2 separate regions of the Gossypium hirsutum genome follow, and region 2 is linked to region 1. Evidence: chromatin contacts called from public Hi-C data. All regions are on one chromosome and are shown on one strand. The core of a region is the stretch at or near the end of the contact, and the rest is flanking DNA. Distances in the headings are between cores, read along the strand shown.

The links. A called contact is a pair of places that touch in the nucleus more often than the background predicts.
Region 2: a contact with region 1 is called in a Hi-C map of leaf, with 2.1 times the contacts expected there. The contact joins the promoter of LOC107948236 here to the promoter of LOC107886651 in region 1. A contact is called at or near these places in 2 of 34 Hi-C or Micro-C datasets (both in leaf).

What each region holds. Positions count from the first base shown.
Region 1 is chrA03:103,187,010-103,194,165 of Gossypium_hirsutum_v2.1, forward strand. LOC107886651 reads right to left here and starts at 2,463. Exons shown (of 13, transcript XR_005917933.1): 1 at 1,850-2,463; 2 at 1,618-1,765; 3 at 689-843.
Region 2 is chrA03:103,484,321-103,490,834 of Gossypium_hirsutum_v2.1, forward strand. LOC107948236 reads left to right here and starts at 2,813. Exons shown (of 3, transcript XM_016882713.2): 1 at 2,813-3,037; 2 at 3,176-3,384; 3 at 5,097-5,592. The coding sequence starts at 2,945. The coding sequence ends at 5,373. It also overlaps the pseudogene LOC107947774.

The DNA of each region.
Region 1 (7,156 bases), core at 1,213-3,712:
CATACGGTCAATAAAAACTCTGATATAGGGCAACCCAAAATGTATGCACATAGATGAGAAATAAATCAATTTTTATTTCTAGGATGATGTACATAGCAGAGAATAAACAACTCCATTCATAGTCTTATAGACTTATACTGTTACGAGCACTAGGAACTACCTGTATCTAGCAGCACACTAGTGGTTAAACATCAATTCTGTACACTTCAAATTCGTACTTGCTAAAAGTGTATTATAAGTTGAAAACTATGAAAATACGTGCCCAGAAAAGCAGACCTTAAACTTCCAGAAAAACTCTCCTAGCCAACTGGACATCAGAGGCTAAAAATCTGCAATCTTAAAAGTTGTACTTAAAGCTTCTTTGGCAATAGAATCTTCATTTGCTCGAAGTAGGCAGTGGACTTTCATATTCATATTTTCACTTTGAAAAATTAAAAAGCACAGCCTAATCATCTCTCCAATAACTTGCCTTTCTGGAGCAAACTTCATCGAAGCATGAAAACAAAGAGATGGATTTCTAATAATAGGGAATTAAGAATCAATCTACTGCCCTTGGAAGTTATACTTTCATAAAATTTGGTCATAAACACCCCTAAAATTGTTAATGTCTAGACCACATTCTTCCTTATGGCTAATGCAGCATGCTGTGATAGATCATTATCAGTCAGTCACTCGAAAGACAGCAAACCTGATAACGCAACGTGGGTGGTAATGTCCATGCAGCAGACTGCAATGAGTCGTTTATAAGAGCAAGAACTACCAAAGGCCCTACACGATCACTACAAGGTTTCACCTCCAGAAGCCAAGTAAGACAGCTTTCAGTAGACATCCACTTCCACAGCCCTGAACAAGTAATGGAGCATTTCTAACAATAAGTTGCTTGTGCTACAGCATATTCTGGTGACAGAGTCAACAAAATCATAACCCATAGGGTTTGAACAATAACATTCTAATAAGCTATGAAGCACAGACACAGACACACAATACGGGTACGACACAATACAGAACAGGGTCACCACTGCCACTCCAGCTGCTGTCAATGGTGTCGAAATATTGTAAAATACCCTCAGTATATCTCTCTCAACTTCTCACATGCACCAGATTAGAGTTTAGAAAATCTTAACGATAAAGTCTAGATCTAGGTTTCAAACAGAGATTTTCTATCACTATTATGATGTTTTCAACTATTTTCAACCACCAAAATCCCGTGTCCTTGTGTGTCTCGCCGTATCTGATTTTTTTTTATTTTTTCCGTATTTTGATGTGTCTAGTAGGTATTCCGGCATGTCCATGTCGGGTAACCTGTTGAGATAGGTACGAGGGACTTTCCGGCGTGTCCGTGCTTCATAGCTAATAAGCTTTTGGTAACAATTAAAGATAAAATCTGCCCTCTTTTTGGCGAGCCCCAATTTGATCAATTTTACAACTTAACAAACTCTCAGCTGAAGCCCTTTGTAGATCAAGTTAATCTATGAATTAAAAATCTCCATTTTATTTTTTCACCCAATAACTTCTCTTATGCATTTTTAGAAATAAGCATCGAGATTCTAGAAGACTTAGCCAATACAAAGTTAAACCAACTATATTTAGCTTGATGAACGAGTACAATAAACATACCTTGACAATTTTGATTTCCGTCCAACAATTTGCCCATAATAAACACAGTATTAACTGGAAACCCAGGTCCGAACTCAGCTTCCTCCACATACTTGAACAAACTCCACTCCCCTACATCATTCACCTTTAAACCCAATTTTTCCAGCACCTAGAAAGAATAACGAATTAACCACCATCAGATAACAGAAACTCGAAAATGAAATTATTCATTTAAAAAGGAAATAAAATTGACCCCAGTAAGAGCAAGTTGGACATCAAATTTAGTCAAATCAATGTTGTGAGAGGACTGGGCGCCCTGGATAACGATCCCAGGGTGGGAGTGATCGTGTTGAAGGTTGAGAAGCGTGGAAGGAAGGTCCCAGAGATCAGAATCCACATAAGAATCGTACTGGTCTTCGCTGAATTTAGGCGGTGGAGTTTGCTTAAGGAGGAGGAATTCAGCGTCGTTTGACGGGTTTTTGAGGATAACAGCAAGATTATGAGTAGCCATTTTTTTCCTACTTTTTTGGTTGTTAGAGAAATGAGAAGAAGGTTGAATCCATAGTGAGGAAGGTGATTAAAACCTACAGCTTAAATGGTTGTCGACGGAAGGTAGGCTGCGGCGGGTAGGTAAATTATTGGTTAAGAATTAAATAAAATAAAAGTGCTGATACTGGTACTGAGACCGGGAGTTCATAGCTTAGTTGGCGGTTGATGACCAGGGACGGAACTACGTGGAGAGACGAGGTAGGGATGCCACTGAAGCGGCGCCGGGTGGATGCTACACCACCATAATTAGCAGGCTTTGCTTCACTACTCGCTCTACAGTGAATGTTGAATGCATCTTCAATTTCGCTTCAATTTAATTTTTATTATTTATTTTTAATAATTTTAATATTTTTAAAATCAAATAAATAATTAAATGTAATTTTTTAAAAAATATTTCAACATAAAGAGGAGGATAATGCAGACATGCAATTACTATAATAGCTTCATACTCACGGTGTAAAAAAAAAAAAAAAAACTAACCGTCCCAAAATTCACCCCTTAAGGAGCGAAAATGGATTCTAGCCTCCAAGTGTTTTGGGTTAAAATCCTTTTAGCTCCTGCCAATTCTAAAATTGCACCAAATTGATCCCTCGCTCCCAACTTTTTTGGTTTAAACCTCTCTTAGGTCCCTGACAATATCAAAATTAGACAAATTGAACCTTTCCTCTATTCTTTTTGGGGTTAAATATCTCTTAGGTCCCTTTCAATTTTAAAATGACACAAATCAGGCCATCTTCATTTTTTAATTTTTATGTAGGCTTATCAATTTGCCCATCTTAATCAAATGGTTAAATTAAAATACACTTGTATTTTTTTTTCTCTGGCATACTAGCAATCAAGCCGTATTAAAAGGTAAAATTGTTTGGTTACTTTTTTTTATTATTATCAAAATCTGTTTTTATTATTCAAATTTTAAATTTCAACATATGTGTTTAATTTTCTATATGTTTTCTTACTAAAATTTAGTTTTCTATTATAATCCCTTTTTATTTATATTTTATATTTTTAAACCCTTTGTTTATATACTTTTGCAAATTCATACCACTTTATTTGATAGGTTACAGTTACATATTAATAATTAATATATAAACGTATATTTAACTTTTTATGGATGAAAAAAAAAACATCTACGATTAATGCCTTTTTCAAATGGAATAAATAATGTTAAACAGTTCAATTAAGCGATCAAACACGTGTATGAATCTTAATCCTTTATAATAATGATATTAAAACTCGAAAAATTGAGGTCAATGTAAATTATAATACTAATCCATTGGAGCATCTGCATAATATCAAGATGACTCTAGTGCCATATTAATAAACTGGATATATATGTGTTTCTTTTTTATTTTTTAATCAATAATTTTTATTATACTTTTTAGAATCTATAACCAATTTTCTAAATTATATATTTTACATATTTATTTCATACCAAATCTTATTTAAAAATAAAATTTATTTGTAATTTTATTTATAATGTATAGTAGTAATATATTAGAATATGTAAAATTATAAATCTTATTTAAAAACTTTATTTCTCTTCATATTTTTATATAGTTGGAGAATAAAATAAATAATTTTATGTTATTTTTGTTATCGTAAATGGATATTTTTAATTTAAGGGTTATTTTTAAAATTAGTAATGGAAAGTTTTAATTTTACACTGAATCTAGAAAAATTCACATCTGCCATTTTTTATATTTTATTTTTTGCCATAGTTTAGGTAAACGATAGTTAAGTTTGATTCATAGATTACCTTGAGTTGGTAATTAAAAATCTGATAAGAGGGGTCGAGATATTTATATAGAGTAGATATGTTGAAAGTAGGAGTCGGATCTATTTAAATAATATATATTTTAAATTTGAGATGATTTTGATCATTAAAATTAATATTATACGAGCCAGACCTACTTTAAATAATGTAATTTTTTAAATTTGAAATAATTTTGATCATCAAAATTAACATTTAGAAAAAAATATAGAATAAGTTAAATGTTAAATTTGTATTAAATATTATAATTATTTAGCATTATTTATTTTATCAAATTAATATTTAGATATACATTATATTAGTTTATCAAATTAAACGAAAAATATTACTAAATTTATCATTAAAAAATTATAAATTTTATAAAAAGATCAAATTAAAAGAAAACTTAGGGGAGGGGCAAACACATATTTATCATATTTTTAAACATTAATTATATGATTAAAATAAATAAAAAAATTAACAAATTGGAGGGCGGAGGCTCCTGCCCCCCTAAATCTGGCCTTGTCAACCGTGCCAAATTTCAATGATACAAGGATAATTTCCAATATTGCATGCTACTTACCTAATCTTGCTTTGACTACCGTGATATCTATGACATTTTTCTCCTCCTCCTTAATGAACTTGAGTCAATTTCACTAAAACTCGTATGAAAAATAATAAATATTAATGATTCAAACTCTCTCATTTTTTAATTTTTTTTCTGGTAATGTTTTTTCTATAACAATTTATTTATTATAAGTGAGTTTTGTCTATTATTATCAATTAAAAAACTTAAAATTTGTTTATTATACCGCCAATTACATTAATTTTTAAATTTTAATTAATGTTAATATAAGTAATTTTACATCATTTAACTATTTATTAGTTGAGAAAATTTAATATTTTTTATATTTTTTTAATTATTTTTAAACTCAACATAATTTAATATCTTTTTTATGTTTATTATAATTAACAACAATTTAGTAAAATGTATTTCTAGGTAATATTCCATTTCGTCAATCAAATAGCAAAACTTTACATTCCAACAAAATGAACTGAACAAGATAATGTAATATATCTAAATATGTTAAATAATCTAAATAAGTTTTACTAGGGATATTCAAATATTCCTTAGTTCAAACACCCTTTAACGATATGTGTCACCCTTTTTTACCTTACTTATGTAATATTAGATTATGGCACATTTACAATGTGAGTGAAAAAAAAATTATGTAACAAATATATTTGTTGAAAATTGATATAGAAATTAAATGAGGCTTTGGTTGTGATGGAGCAATTATGGTTCCAACAATAAAAGCATTGCAACTTAAGTTGTAGCTAGGATAAAACCATAACTTATTATATTTGGAGTTGACAATCTTTTGAACCAAATTTGTTTGGACCTTGATCTTGTAATCTAGTGGAAGTATTCTTGGGCCATCTTTGAAGCTTGAATTTTGGGAGAAACAAACCACAAAGGATTAGATTCAATCATATCATACAAATCAAGTTCCTTGTTTTATGGAGATCGGATCGAGTTAATTGAAGAATATGTTGAAAACCTCAACACTTATCTAAACCTTAACTGTAATTGATATGTACCTTAGCAAGCTAAATCTCATATATAAATTGTAGGCTTGTTTAGTTTATATGTACAAGAGAGTTAACACTTTATATTATTCTTTTAGGAACCATATTGTGAGTATAGTTTTGTAAGTAAAATACAAGTGAGTCATTTGGTTAGAACTGAGTTTTCAAGGAGAAAACTTAGTTGAGAGTGATCCAGATCTATGTATGAGTGTTAGGTTGCTACATGGTGAGTGGTAAGACTTAAATCATCAATTGTACATGTTTGAAGCTAATGGATTAATTCTCTAAGCAAGGCCCCATAGATGTATGTGGAAACCAAACTAGATAAACAAACTTTTGGCATTGTTGTTCTTTACTTGTCAGTTGCATCAATTATAATTGCTTGTATATATGCTAACATATCAACTCACAAAAAAAAAATTGTTTTCTTCAAATTGGCATTAGAGCTTGACACTTGACGTAGTAAGTGGCGATACTAGTGTTGCTTTTTGTTGACAATGGAAGGCTCTTCAGTTTTACACCCCTATGTTGAATGGATCCAACTACGCATACCGGAAGGCAATGATAAAAGCTTTTATAAAGTCTATAGATGAAAACTTTTGATGTGCAGTTATCATTAGATGAGAACTTGCTACAACTAACGTTTTTAAAGTTAAAACTCCTAAATATAAACTCATTTATACTACTAAGGAAGAGAAGCAAGCCAATACAAATTCCAAGGCCTTGAATGCCATTTTTTGTACAGTTGATGATGAAGAATTCAAGAGGATCTCCAAGTGTATATTACCTAAAGAAGCTTGGGATATTCTTGAAACAACCCATGAAAAAACCAACACCATTAAGCAATAGAAATTGCAAATGCTAACCACAAAATTTGAGACACTCAAAATACAAGAAAGTCAAATTCTTGGTGAGTTTAATGGGAAGTTATGTAATCTATCAAATTAGGCCTTTGCACTGGGTAATGAATACTCAAACTTAAAGTTGGTGAAAAAATGTCCTTAAATCTCTACGTGGGAGATTTTTCATCAAAGTGATTGCAATTGAAGACGCTAGAGATATAGATAGTATGTGCTTTGATCAGATAGTATGTGCATTGATCAAATTATAAAGTCATTACAAAAATTTGAATGAACCTTAGTGAATCCAAGAGGAACATATCCCAATGTGAGAAGAACATAACTATGCAAGTTGAAGCCTTAGTTGCAACAACTGGTAACACTACTATTATGCCTGAAAATACCAATAGGGGTGAATTGGGATTTTAGAACTTCTACAAACTTTTCTAAAAATTAAAAAAGAAGAGAGAAAAGCTTGAACAATCAATTTATAGCGATGTAGCCCCCAATTGCTTACTTCCACTACCTTGGTATTGTCAAAACCTTTTTTTTGAAATCAACTTTTTATTTTGAAAATGATAATGGAGTCGCCGCCAATCCTTTTTATTAGGTGTGATCGGATCACCTCATAACTTTATCATTTTAATAAAATGTTAGATTTACTAAAACGATTATTTTTGGTCTATAAATCTAGAAAATGGGTTTGGGAGTCGTTTGCGCATGAGGAAGGATTAGCACTCTCATAACACCCAAAATTGGTACCTAGTTGATTACTTGATGTCTTAGAGTCGAGAATTGAGAATTTAAAAAAAAATTAAAGTACGATCCCCTT
Region 2 (6,514 bases), core at 1,563-4,062, 300 kb after region 1:
ACTGATTGCACAACCTGGTGTTTTACAGACTTGCCATTAATCACTAATAGTTTGTGCTTGCATAAGCTCCGAGAGCACCCATGTAATGGCAAATAAACCTCATCTGTTGGTTTTTTCTAAATATTTTAAGTGGACAAAGTGATCAGGTACCGGTTGTAACAGGTCTCAATAACATGGATGGTGGTCTGAAGAGTCAATTGCCTGTTTTTGGTCTTGCGTCATACAAGTTTAAGAGTTCCTTGTGTACACCTAATGGAGCAAGCGATGGTCACTTGGCGAACAACGTCTTTCAGGCTGCTGACAGTTGGTTGAGAAGACTTCTTGACCATCGACCAGATTTCACTTTTTTTTTTGCCGCAGGTGATATTTAGCTATATCTGTAAAAGTAGTACCCCTAGCCATTCCAAAATGGAAATGCAACCGTTACTTGTCAAACATCACCCACAAATTACAGTACTTCAATTTTGGAGGTCAAGGTCAAAAGTTCAGTTTGGGGTGATTGTCTTTTGTAACAATTTATGAAAGAACTGGGGAAATTTTTTTTAACACAAACTGCCTCGGGAGAAAAGTTGGAACAAGGCATTAGAGAGGCAGCGAATGGAAAATTTTCGATTTAGAAGCCTATGGAGAGCAGAGCTGAGGTCGAGCCAAGGTGAGTCTTGCTTGCTATCGGTATATGTTAGTTTCACGCGGGCTTGCTTTATGTATGAATTATGAATAAGCCAAAGAAAACCAGGCCTTGTCCCTTTGTCCGGATGACAAAATATAGAATCTCATGTTTTACTTGACATAATGAAGGGAATTTTATTAGGATGGTTGTTTCCCTAATATGTATCGTGATGTTTATTTTATATTAATTTCATCTCTGTTTCTTTGGCTATCCATAACACAATCTTAATCCTTTTATTAGCATGTTTTTAAGTACAAGTACCAATGTCACCAGCAAAAAATATTTATGTTAATTTATAAACAAATCTTATGCTGACATGTCGGGGTTTAATTGGTTAAAGCTTTTAACCTAACCCATATTGTAACAGTATTAGTGCCAAGAATCACAGTGATAAATGATTTGATAATATAGGTGTGAAATTGGAAAAATAATGATGGTAATACTTTAAACACCAAAAAAAGGTCACAATCACAAAGCATATTGCCAGCTTTAAACTTAAATATCTCTTTTGGCGAGCGGCGTTATAAGTCAAAAAGGTGGTATTATTTTTTATAAATTTGCACTTAAATGCGTTTGGAATTATTGGAAAAATAATGCACCCCAACATAGGCAGCTCCCATAAAATTATCCGTAAATCCAGAGATGCAGTGAGCAACTGGGAAAATCGAAAATCCAACAACGTCGCCGTCTTTCATCAATTGCGGTTGAGGACAAAGGGAAAGGATCCCATCATCTCCTGCTCGGCTCTATATGCTGTTGCTGAATGGACCATCAAACTATCGACTAATCTCCCAAAATGGAAAATTTGTTTTTTAATCAAATAATGTATTCCGCAAGCATCCAAAAAGCAAAGCAGCAGGTAATGCCCCCACACCATTTCCTTTTCAAAGGAATATAACAAGGGTAATCATCTAGTATTTTTTATTTTATTTACCTGTGCGGAAACTAGTCATGTCAACTGAATTGGAGAGGCATGTAAGGACCTTATACTTTGAATGCATTTAAATTGATCATAGACACGAACATACAACCCTGATATGGAACAAAAAACTTGAATTTCAAGATATCACAAGCAAGGTATTATACTAGTTCCAAGCACAAGTAAAAATGACGGATTATCAAGAGATTGGGGGCAATCGTTTGTTTTCAATACATTAAAATGATTATGATTCGATTCCAATCACGAGCTTAAATTCTGTTACTTCTAAACATGAGCTCAAACTATTTATTTGAAAAATAATGTTTCTAAATATAATTTAAATTGTTTATAAAAAGAAGTGATGCTTTTAAGTACGAGATTAAATTATACATCACAAAACATATTTTAAACCATCTCTTAACTCGATCTTTTAAAATATGAGGTTTCATGTCAAGTTTACTCCAAATGAAAATTATATAGCTTTTAAGACATTATTCAAAATTTGTAAATCTTGTCCAGATGGTTCAAAGATGAATTTAAACTTGAAGCGAAATCATTCATCCAAGATTAAGTATTATTATTGGATTCAAACTCTTCCTAAACTCATTTTTCAATATTCACATTTACAATTAATGTAAAATATTTAAATAACTTGACTCACTTGTCACTACAATAATAATTTATACTACTTATTTCTTTCAAAAGAGTTTACAAAAACAAATCATAAATAATACATATTAAATCAATTAAAATTAGAATCAATTCAATATAAAACACATCAAACTCGAAATAAAAATATATTCAACTTAAACCAAAATAAATTTTAAAAAAATCTTAAACCATCAAAGTTGGAATCATTGGCAACAATATTATTTGTTATACTTACATATAATATATATATTTTTAACGTTTATAGATTTTTATCATATTTGTTATTTTTTATATAATGTCTAAAATCACGAATAACCTACCTCAATCCTTAAATATGAGGATAATACATTTTAACGTAACTAAATTTACATATTTCTATACTGACAATAATATAAATGGCAATAACATTAAGAGTCAATGAGACTTAGATTAAATATCTTTAAAAGGAGTAAAATTGTGAAAATATGGTGTAAAGTGTTAACCAAAGCACTTTGACAGATTTTGAAAAATACTAACAATGTTTGAATTGAAAAAGTAAAATAATTGAATTATAACGTGGAAAAAGAAAAAGACATTTTACCTCTTTCCTTTCTTTTGTCTTCTTCTTAAACCTCAAAGAAGAGAACCCCCATCTATTTAGCCCTCCTTTTCCTTTCCATTTTCCCTCCCTTTAAGGCTTAACCTCAACCCAAAAACTCGTAACAATGGCCATGTCCGTCCCTATTTTAGCCATCATCTTTGCTCTCCATCTCATCGCCTTCGTCTTCGCCGTCGGCGCTGAACGACGCCGTAGCTTCGTACCCACTCTCACTCTCACTCTCATTCTCGCTCTCGCTCTCACTCTCACTCTCACTCTCACTCTCTCTCTCACTCTCACATGTGAAACTGTAATTTTCTGTTGTTTTAACTTAACTAGTGGTTTTTTTTAAATGAAGGCTAAGGTGGTGCCTGATCAGTACGACGAGAGGACCTACTGCCTCTACAGTACGGATGCGTCGACGGTGTACGGACTATCTGCTTTTGGTCTGCTCCTTCTTAGCCAGGTTGCTGTGAACGGCGTTACTAGATGTCTCTGCTTTGGCAAAGGCCTTGTCTCCGCCACTTCATCCACCACTTGCGCCATCTTTTTCTTCGTTTTCTCCTGGTAAATTTACCTAAGTCAAATCTGATTACCTTTTTTTTTTTGTTCTTTTTCTACCACTTCGATATAACATATTTTTACTTGCTTTGCCTGAGTTCATTTTGGAAGATCTATCTAGTATTCTTGTTAGTAATTTAGAGGAACAAATTTTCCAGTCTAGAAACTGATTATCTAGATTATAGGCTTTCTGAAATGGAAATGGTTGGTTTTGTCTGGATGCGCTGCAATTTCCCCACTGGTATAATCAATTATTCACGTGTATGGAGCCCACAAAGTTAACTTAGAGGCTAACAGGTTGTACAAAGATCCTAGCTGTTGAATTACTAATGCTTTATGATACTTGCAAAGTACAGTATTATGCTGTTGTATTTATTAAATTTGATAATGTTTCTATTCGTTGATTTAATTGAGAACATTTTTATTTAATGGGCTTTTGATTTGCATTTTCAATCTTTAACAAGCTAACCATTCACAAAGTTTTCAAAGCCAATAGACTGGTAAGAAGTATATTTTCGTCTTAAACCAATCAAACAAACAAGCTGTAACAAGCTACAGCAACTAAGACATAGAAACATTTATGCCGGGCCTCTCTTCAAGTTCTATTAATTTTATCCATGTCTATTTTGGTCGTGGTTTTCAATATTTTATCCAATGCAATACCAAAGTTTTCATTATTCTAACATGTTAAGCTATCGATCTGCTTCTTATGTGGCTAATCTTTGTCACCTTATCTTCTTTAAGAGCCATCTCAACTTGGAGGTGAATATCTAGTTTCTAACCACATCTTTCTTAGCCTTACCACACATCCCATCTTAACGTTTGCAACTTCGCTATACTTGTCTCTTGTATATGTTGCTTCTTGTTAGCCTAACATTTCATACCATGGAAAAACAAGATTGGTCATTGATAGTAGTCAAATAGAACTTCAACTTCAAACACAGCTGTATTGTGATCATAAAAAATTCCAGTTGCACTCTCCTAACCTTTGAGCCTTTAGTGTTTGCGTTCACAACTAATTTGATGTTTATGTGTCCCCTTTCGCCTCTGTAATTTAATCCTACTGTCTAGGACATGTCTCACTTTCTTATGTCTCTTTGGAATGAGCATCTAAACCTAGAAATCAATTTAGCTAGCTATGCAACAAAACCTCCCTACCCTTGTGGTCATAAAGTAGTCTTTTTTGCTTGCGTTTATTTCAGTCTTAGCCAGAGTCCTTTAATAATTTTTTCATAAAATTGAGTCAAAAGATACAACTAAATCCAGGATGGTCTTTCCTGCCTTGTATCTATCCCCATAATCATATTCTTTATGACCACTGTCAACCCCATTACAACTAAGCCTTCCATGTTCATGAGAATTACCTCCAATTGAAATATTTTCTTCTTAGGTATTCCTAGCACCACTTTATCTAAATCCTCCTAAATTTTTGCTTGCTAGCATAATCTTTAAGCCCATTTATACACTGCAAATAGGCATCAATAATGTTTTAAGCTGTCTCCTAGTATGAGTTAAAATGAGAAAAATCTTATCACCCCCATTCTATTGTCAATAATCTTATCAACCAACTGATGACTTTAAAACTAAATCTTATCACTTGGAGATACCATTATTTGACCCCATTCACAATATGGGCAAGTATCTTAGTATCTTTAGTGCACTAAAACCATTTTGAATGTTTGAGTTTGTTTTCTAACAAAATATGAGCAATGAATTAGGTTAAGCTTTTTGGGAGCTGAGGCATGTTTACTGGCGGGATCAGCAAAAAATGCATACCACACCAAGTACAGAGGAATCTTTGGCGGAGAGAACATTTCATGTGCTACACTGAGGAAAGGCGTATTTGCTGCTGGAGCTGCTCTAACTTTGTTGTCATTGGTGGGATCAGTCTTCTATTACTGGGCTCACTCTAGAGCTGATACCGGTGGATGGCAGAAACATCAGAATGAAGGCGTTGGCATGACAGAGCAGCCTCCTGAATTTGGTAAGGTCTGACTCTATTGTGCCTCACGTCGTTTTAATTCCCTAAAATTTTGGTGGTATCTGTCAAGAGAGGTATTGATAGATCAAGAATGAATAGACTAAATGAGCTTATGGATGAATATAAGTTGTGTAGCTTCAAAGATAAATTATATTATATAGGATGCTATCGTTGTTAATATTTTACCTACTTACTTGGCCACGTTTTCAATGATGATATGGTGCCTTTCTCAATATTGCTGCATGTTAATTACTCTCAATCGTATAGTCATCTTTAATCAATGTTTTACATTGTTTGATCCAGTCATACAAGTACAGTAAAAAGTGGCACATTGTTTCATTCTTCACTAATATATACATTAATAATAGGTTATATCTGCTGTTATCTTTTTTTGCAAGTTTTGCTTTAGATTCAACTATAACTAAATTAACCAAATTAGATTTAGGGTTCATTTGTTTACATATAAAAGATTTTACGGAAAATGTTTTTTACATTTTCCTGTGTTTGTTTCACAGAAAACAACTTGATCAACGGAAAATGTGTCAATGTAAAATAAGTCATTTTTCTTGTAAAATGACTTGTCCCTTTAAGAAGCGTAAGTCATTCCTTGAAAAGGAGCTCTTTTATATATAATTTTATTTTTATACAAAAATTAATTTAAATCAAGTTATATATTTTTATATTGATAATAAATTTTATTTTTATTTTTAAAAATATTTAAAAGTATTAAAATATTATTTTTTCAATATTATTAAGCATACACATTTAATTTTTTATATTTAGTCATATAATAAATTCATTAATATAATAAATATAATTTATTATTTTAATAAATTATTTAATATTTTAATTTTATTTTAAAATTTTTTTTTAAAAATAATAGTTTTAAATAATATTATTTACATATTATAGAAAATATTCAATATTAATATTTTAATAATAAATATTTATTATAATTATAAATACATTAATAAGAAATGTTTTGTAGTATAAAGGTTAAAATATGTTATAAGTTTATGTACATTTTGTAGATTTGCAATTTAGTCTTCGTATTTTTATTTTTAAGAATTTAGTCTCTTTACTTTTCAAATTTGAAAATCAAGTTCAATTGTTGACATCGTTAAATTTTTTTGTCAATTTTGTTGATGTTGCATT